Linked DNA regions of Xenopus laevis: region 1 is linked to region 2. Evidence: chromatin contacts called from public Hi-C data. All regions are on one chromosome and are shown on one strand. Each heading gives the region's core, a stretch centred on a gene start, on an enhancer-like site or on the middle of the called end of the contact. The rest is flanking DNA. Distances are from core to core; before and after follow the strand shown.

The links. Hi-C and Micro-C count contacts between places; a contact is called where the count stands out from the background.
Region 1: a contact with region 2 is called in a Hi-C map of the XL177 cell line, with 2.8 times the contacts expected there. The contact joins two enhancer-like sites. A contact is called at or near these places in 2 of 4 Hi-C or Micro-C datasets (the XL177 cell line and the XTC cell line).

The regions. Positions count from the first base shown.
Region 1 is chr4L:108,437,872-108,441,355 of Xenopus_laevis_v10.1, forward strand. No RefSeq gene overlaps it. Among protein-coding and RNA genes, the nearest start is that of nr5a2.L, 79 kb to the left of the region's middle. Within about 2 kb of position 2,105, at least 2 of the 7 cell types and tissues checked have an H3K27ac peak or open chromatin away from gene starts, as enhancers often do.
Region 2 is chr4L:108,270,352-108,273,761 of Xenopus_laevis_v10.1, forward strand. No RefSeq gene overlaps it. Among protein-coding and RNA genes, the nearest start is that of LOC108714438, 20 kb to the left of the region's middle. Within about 2 kb of position 1,715, at least 1 of the 7 cell types and tissues checked has an H3K27ac peak or open chromatin away from gene starts, as enhancers often do.

The DNA.
Region 1 (3,484 bases), core at 855-3,354, 170 kb after region 2:
TTCCCAAGGAAAATAATGCATAAAGAAGCCCACACTTATAAGCATAGTTTTAGAAGTCCCCTCCAGAAAGAAGCATCAGTCTTGTTTAGAAACTGCCCAGGATATTGATGAGAGCCTGACTAAAGGGATTCTGTCATGTTTTATTATTGTATAGTTTTAATTACTAAATTACACGGTGTACATTGCAATTTATGTATTCTACAATATACAATTTTATTCCTGAAGTATATATTTTTTTAGTTGTAATATTGGTGAGTATGCAGCCATCTATGGTCATTGTGATTGTTGTGTGCTTTCAGAAAGAGCCAGCATGTCACAGTGCAACTAGTTTCAGATAAGCTATTGTTTCTCCTACTCAATGTAACTGGAGAAGTCACAACTTTGGTGGGTCGGACTTGGATTTTTACTATTGACTGCTGTTATCATATCTACCACTAGGTTGAGTACAGGAGCATTTTAACAATGCAGGTATCAGGGAGCTGTTGTCTGGTTACCTTCCCATTGTTCTGATAATGGGATGCTGAGGGGAAAGGGAGGGGATTGATATTACTCCAAGTTGCAGAGCAGCAGTAAAGACTTACTGAAGTTTATCAGAGCACAGGCCACATGGCTGAGGGCACCTGGGAAACTAACAACACGTATAGCCCTATATTAGATTTCAAAATTAAATATAAAAAAATATGTTTGCTCATTTGTAAAATTGATTCCAATGCAGAATTCTGCTGAAGAAACACTATTAACTGACACATTTTGTAAAAAACATGTTTTCCCATGGCAGAATTCCTTTAAAGCTGGCCATACATTAAAAGATCCAAGGACGAGAATCGCATCAATTAGTTGTCCCAGTCTGTGCCCCTGCAGGATTTTGAAACCTGCTAGGTCAAAATCTGCCTGTTTTTCTACAAGATATTAGTCAGGCAGGCTGCTTAATGGCCACATACATGGACATATAAGCTGCTCCCTCTAAAGAAGTCCAATCTGCCTGTGCATAGCCACCTTTACTAAGGCGAAGCAAATAAAAGCTACAAACAACATAAATGTAGTTCTTAAAGTACTAGTGGAACTGAGGGCAGAAGGCTACAACTAATGCTGAATATTTCATAAAGCTTTTATACGCATTGGTTCCATTCAACATTCCTACTGGAGGTGTAGAAATTAGTACACCATGCAACGCAGATTTTTTGATAGTGTACAGTTCAGGGCAGTTGAACACAGGAAGATTTGCTGCCCGCGATTTTTTAAGCGCAACAAATCTCCTGAAAATGCCTCTCCATTGCCAACAATTGAATGCCCAACTTATCGCTAAATTGCCTGAAGTTGCCTCTGGAGGAAACTTTGGCCGATTTAGGGATATGTTGGTCATACTTCCAGCAATATCAATTAATTCCAGTGAAGAGGCGGGTTCAGGAGATTTCCCCATGTGCCACTACCCTAAGTCATAACCTTTATTGGGCAATTGTCTGATTAATGCTTCGGAAACCATACATATCTGGATTGCAAGGTGGTTCTTCATGCTTCAACACTGATGTTATTCATTATATTGGGTAACCGATTTGCAGCGAGTATTCCAAATTCAGAGGCAGGCAATAAACAGGGTTATAGTACTGTGCCAAGAAAAGGCAACAGAGTCAGAGAGGAAACAGAAAATGCCTCTGACACAGCTGTGCCCACTTCAAAGGCAGATCAATCAGTCACTACCCAAGGGGCAGTGTTGTGTCAGTTGATTAACCCATAGCAACCAGTTAGTTTGACTGATCTAATGCAACTGGACTAAAGAAAGCAAATGTCTGCTGTAGGGTGCCACGGTGCACAACAGTGTCGTAGACTTGAGTCCTGGCAAGAGCAGAAGGCCATTCCTTTACCATTGCTTTTGGTTATGTGTCTTTGCAGGTGATCCTTACAACTCTTATACTGTAAATCTTGGCAGCTGAACCCCCAGAGTGCTATAATATCAGTATCCCACAGCTGTGACACTGAGTAAACTCTGCAGACCCTGTTGATTATTAAGAGCTTTTCCCTCCCGGAGAACAATCCTGGTAGCGTGTGGAACTCAGCTGGGCATCCCATTGTGTGTATACAGACTGCTGATATATATACAGAGCAGACATGCAGCGACTAACCAACTCTGGGGACCGCAGGGAGTTTGTAAGGACATGCTGCATCCTCTTGGCTAGTCACCAAGCGCCTGGAGTGTTTTGTGTATTTACCGTACTTATAACAGTAGGGGGTTGTTTTTGCACTTTCAGTAAGGAAATCTTGGCGGAAACATCTCCCATTCAAGTATGTGAGAACAAACACTTTGCAAGAAAATGTAGATTCTTTTAGGTATTTATTCACACCACATTTATTTACCTTTATAAATTGCAGTGAAATATGATATTTCCATGTTTCTGACTTTTCCCTTGAGCTAAATAGGATAATAGCAAAGTAAGGAAATTCTTAGCAAAGTTTTATTTTAAGGGGTTCAGATATTAAAACATTTGTTAGTCATTTCCTATTTGTACCACCTGAGAGGTGGGGGCTTATTGGGAAAAAAGGTGGAGCTTCTGGAGTAACTGGGTATGGCCAAGTGGACTGAGGCATTGCCTGCATTGTTAGTATTCAAATATTGGGAGAAATACCTTAAAGGGATTCCGTCATGATCTGTCATGATTTATTTCTAAATTAAACTGTTTACACTGCAAATAATTCACTCTGCCATATAAAATGTTTAGGGATGCACCAAATCCACTATTTTGGATTCGGCCCAACCCCCGAATCCTTCGTGAAAGATTCGGCCGAATACCAAACCGAATCCTAATATGCATATGCAAATTAGGGGTGGGAAGGGGAAAACATTTTTTACTTCCTTGTTTTGTGACAAAAAGTCACGCACTTTCCCTCCTGCCCTTAATTTGCATATGGCCAGGCAGAAAGATTCGGCCGAATTTGAATCTTGCAGAAAAAGCCCGAATCCTGGCCGAATCCCGAACCGAATCCTGGATTCGGTGCATCCATAAAATTTGATTCCTGAACCAACAAGTGTATTTTTTTTGTCGTAATATTGTTGTGTAAGCAGCCACCTCAGGTCATTTTGCCTGGTCATGTGCTTTCAGAAAGAGTCAGCACTTTAGGATGGAACTGCTTTTTGACAGGCTGTTGTATCTCCTGCTAAATGTAACTGAATGTGGCCCAGTGGGACCTGGATTTTTACTATCGAGTGCACATACTCAGTACACATAGAATTGAAATGTTACAATACAGTATAATTACTACATGGCAGCTCAGACACCAGTGCAACTAGCATCAGAATTTAATAATCAGTCTTGTAGCATCAGCTTATATTTCAGACAAACCTCATTTTCTGCTCGATAATTTGCAATGACCCCTAAGCTTAGCTTCTCAAAAGCTGCTCAGAGGCCACTGAGCACACTGAGTGTCGCAGACACTTTCCAAGATGGTGACCCCCTGTGACAAGTTTGAAGTCCTGGATTATTGCTGCTAT
Region 2 (3,410 bases), core at 465-2,964:
ACGTTATAAAGATCCATCTTCATTACAGCTCAATGATGCTAAATGCACACAGCAGGTTTATCTTAATATGATGCTGATCTTCAGCAAAGCACATCAACTTTGATCTGTGAAGAAGGTTTAAAGCTCTCTTGGTGGTCCTCATTAATGATCCACTCTGATCTTTACTAGCCCCAACTGCAAAGACCACAAGGATTCATTATTGCTCTGATCAGACCACATACTGCATCCCTCGGGAAGCTGTGGGAAAGAGATTCAAAGAGACCTAAGTTTTCTTCTAGCAGTGACAGATTCCGAGTTTCAGTCTATACAAGGGTTACTTTTTATTAGAGTGAGTCTAATTCTGTTCTACTAAGACTAGTTTACAAAAGATCATGACATGTTTAAGTAGCCTGTTTCTTCTAGGGAAAAGGTATACTTAATGATATTTATTAAGTGGCCCCTCTTATAAACACAATAAATTGCTGTCAAGCAGCGAGAGTATATATTTACAGTCCTATATAAAGTAATTCAGCCAAGTTGGGACAAATGAAGCTAATAGGAAGGAGAGCATTAAAATGTTGATGACATGAGAAAGAGAGAAAATATAAATGAAGGGCAGTCATAACAAGATTTTGCCATACATTTGAATAGGATAGTTTCAATTTAACATTTTTTTTCTTCTTTCAAGTCTTAGATTTACAGTTTTTTCATACCATGAGTAGGAACATTAATTTTGACCATGTTGTTCTGCATTTAGTTAAAATAAATCACTGAACAGCCAGGGAGAGCTACAATAGCACTGTTCAATTTAATAAGCAGGAGAATACTAGCAAAGAATGGCATCAATATACAAAGTCATTCCAACATTACTAAAATATCAAAAAGTACCGCCTATTTGGGTGTTAAAGCTGGTGCTCCCAGTGCCCTACAAGCTTATTTCCTGGTTTGGAGACAAATTTTGGTTGCAAAAAACCTGGTGTACTGCTAAAGAGAGCCTCCTGTAGGCAGGAGGCTACCTAATAGCCAATCACAGCCCTAATTTAGCACCCCTAGGAACTTTTTTCATGCTTGTGTTGCTCCCCATCTCTTTTCACAATTGAATGTCAAAAAGGATGGGGACCCCTGTTATTAACTTATGTTTTGGTCTTTTTGTTAAGTCCTTTATCAATTCAATGTGTGTGTGTATGTGTGTATACATAATATATAAATAGAGAGAATTATCTGCACCAGGCTGGCTCCACATTCTATATGACCATTACATTGCATTAAATACTGTCGTTTGCACTGGTGGTGATGGGGTTAAGAACAGGTAAATTGTTTTCAAAAGGAAGTTTAAACAGTTCCAATACTAATATAACATATCCAGTATACAATGCAAAGAGCAATGCATTATCTTTAATGTCATAAATGTCTAGACTGGACTATTAAAAATAAATGAATATTTAAATGCCCTGGACATTTATAGTAAACATGTTTTCCATTTGCAATTGAAAGTGTTTTTCATCACAGTGAAGATTCTGTGTTTTTATTTTATTTGTTTACAATCGTATGCAGGGGATATAATCCAATAAATATCTAGTAATGATTCAAAATTCTAAAAACAATTAATTCTGCTGCTCTGCCTTTATTTCAGAATCCTGCTACATGTTAGTTTTACATAATGCTGGCTCATCAAAGGACTTCTAGGTGAGCTTGATGGATTTGCCCTAAAGCCACCTATTCTACAGAACAGACATGCTAGCCAACCTGGACTTTTTTAATTAACTACTTCAGGACAAAAGGAGGCCGGGGGGTGGGGATAGACAAATTAAATTGACTGTACACTTTTAGTTTAAGCTGTGCATGATCATTGGATGCTTCTTCTATAAATGAGGCACACAAATAGACACAAAACTGAGCATGCATTGACTCTATTCTTTAAGTTACTTGCATCCATACATTACACAGACTGTTTGATGAATTATGGGCAAGTTTGATGCAAGAGCAAACTGGAATTATCAATAGTCTGGACCAGCTGGAAATAACAGGGTTTCCTTAGCTGTTTGTGTCAGTAGCCAACTGTATACAGAACTAGATACTTTATTAACATCAGTGTCAGAAGTCCACTTCAGCAATACGCATATACAAGTTGCATTGGATGCAATTTAGTATGCGTCTGCTACTAAACTGTAATTCTGGGGGAAATGGTGAATTATAGATAAAAATAGTGGTTATTGGTTTGCAAAATTTGCACTTTGCATACAGCACTGTGTTCACAACTAACCAAGAAGAACATTACTGCTGTGAGCACAAAACCAAGATGAATCCCAGAAACTATGCTAGGGGTTCCAAACATATCTACTGAATCCTTAAAAAATGGGAGGATCACCCAAATCGCCTTAAATAATAGCTTTTCCTCCTGAAAAAGAGAATCTTATGCAAAATCATGCTTTATAAAGTATAAATTTAATGCATGTGTCATATGAAAAAAGGCTAAATCAGCTCTACTTTAAAAAGAAATTTAATATAAAGATTTAAATGTTCATCTCCATTTGCATTGCCTAAATATTCAGCCTGCTGTTAGGATCATATCTGCTTAACCGCCCAACGAATTCAAATATTTCTACATCTGTATTTCCAATAACCATAACAGAGAAAGATAGATTATTTTTATTTTGCATAGCCTTAATTTAAAAGCCTATTGTGCAAAGAGATTTTTAGAACCGCAATGTAATGTACCTAATTCATCAGCAATGCCAGCATAACTGAAGTACCATTTATCCACACTGCAAATGATTTACCAGTATTGATTTAATTTAGCATTGTACACAAGGTGTTGTTTTGCTGACAATGATATGTACAGGTATGGGATCTGTTATCCGAAAACCCATTATCCAGAAAGATTCAAATTACGGGGATGCTGTCTTCTATAGACTCCGTTTTAATCAAAGAATTCAACATTTTAATGAATTCCCTTTTCTGTATAATAATAAAACAGTACCTTGTACCTAATCCTGACTAAGATATAAATACTTCTTATTTGAGACAAAACAATCCTGTTGGGTTTAATTCATAGTTAAATGTTATTTTAGCAGACTTAAGGTATGGAAAGACCCCTTATCCCAAAAAAACCCAGGTCCAGAGCATTCTGGATACCAGGTCTCATACCTGTGTAAGAATTGTATATCTGCTGCAGTTTAGATGGTGGCACCAAAAAGGGCATTAAAATGTGCTCCGTGGACAGTTTTGTTCCTAGCACTCCATTTGTTTTGATCACTGAAAACTAACCCTAACATCAGCAGCTTTTACCAAAAATTAGAAGCCCTGAGCTACTTATAACCCTTCCAATTCTTGGAAATAAGAATCAATGACCAATCAAAATGCCTCCCAGACCTTATATGTTGTGTTTTTATGAAGCAACAGAGACAAGTTGATATGTTGTGATTTTGCGT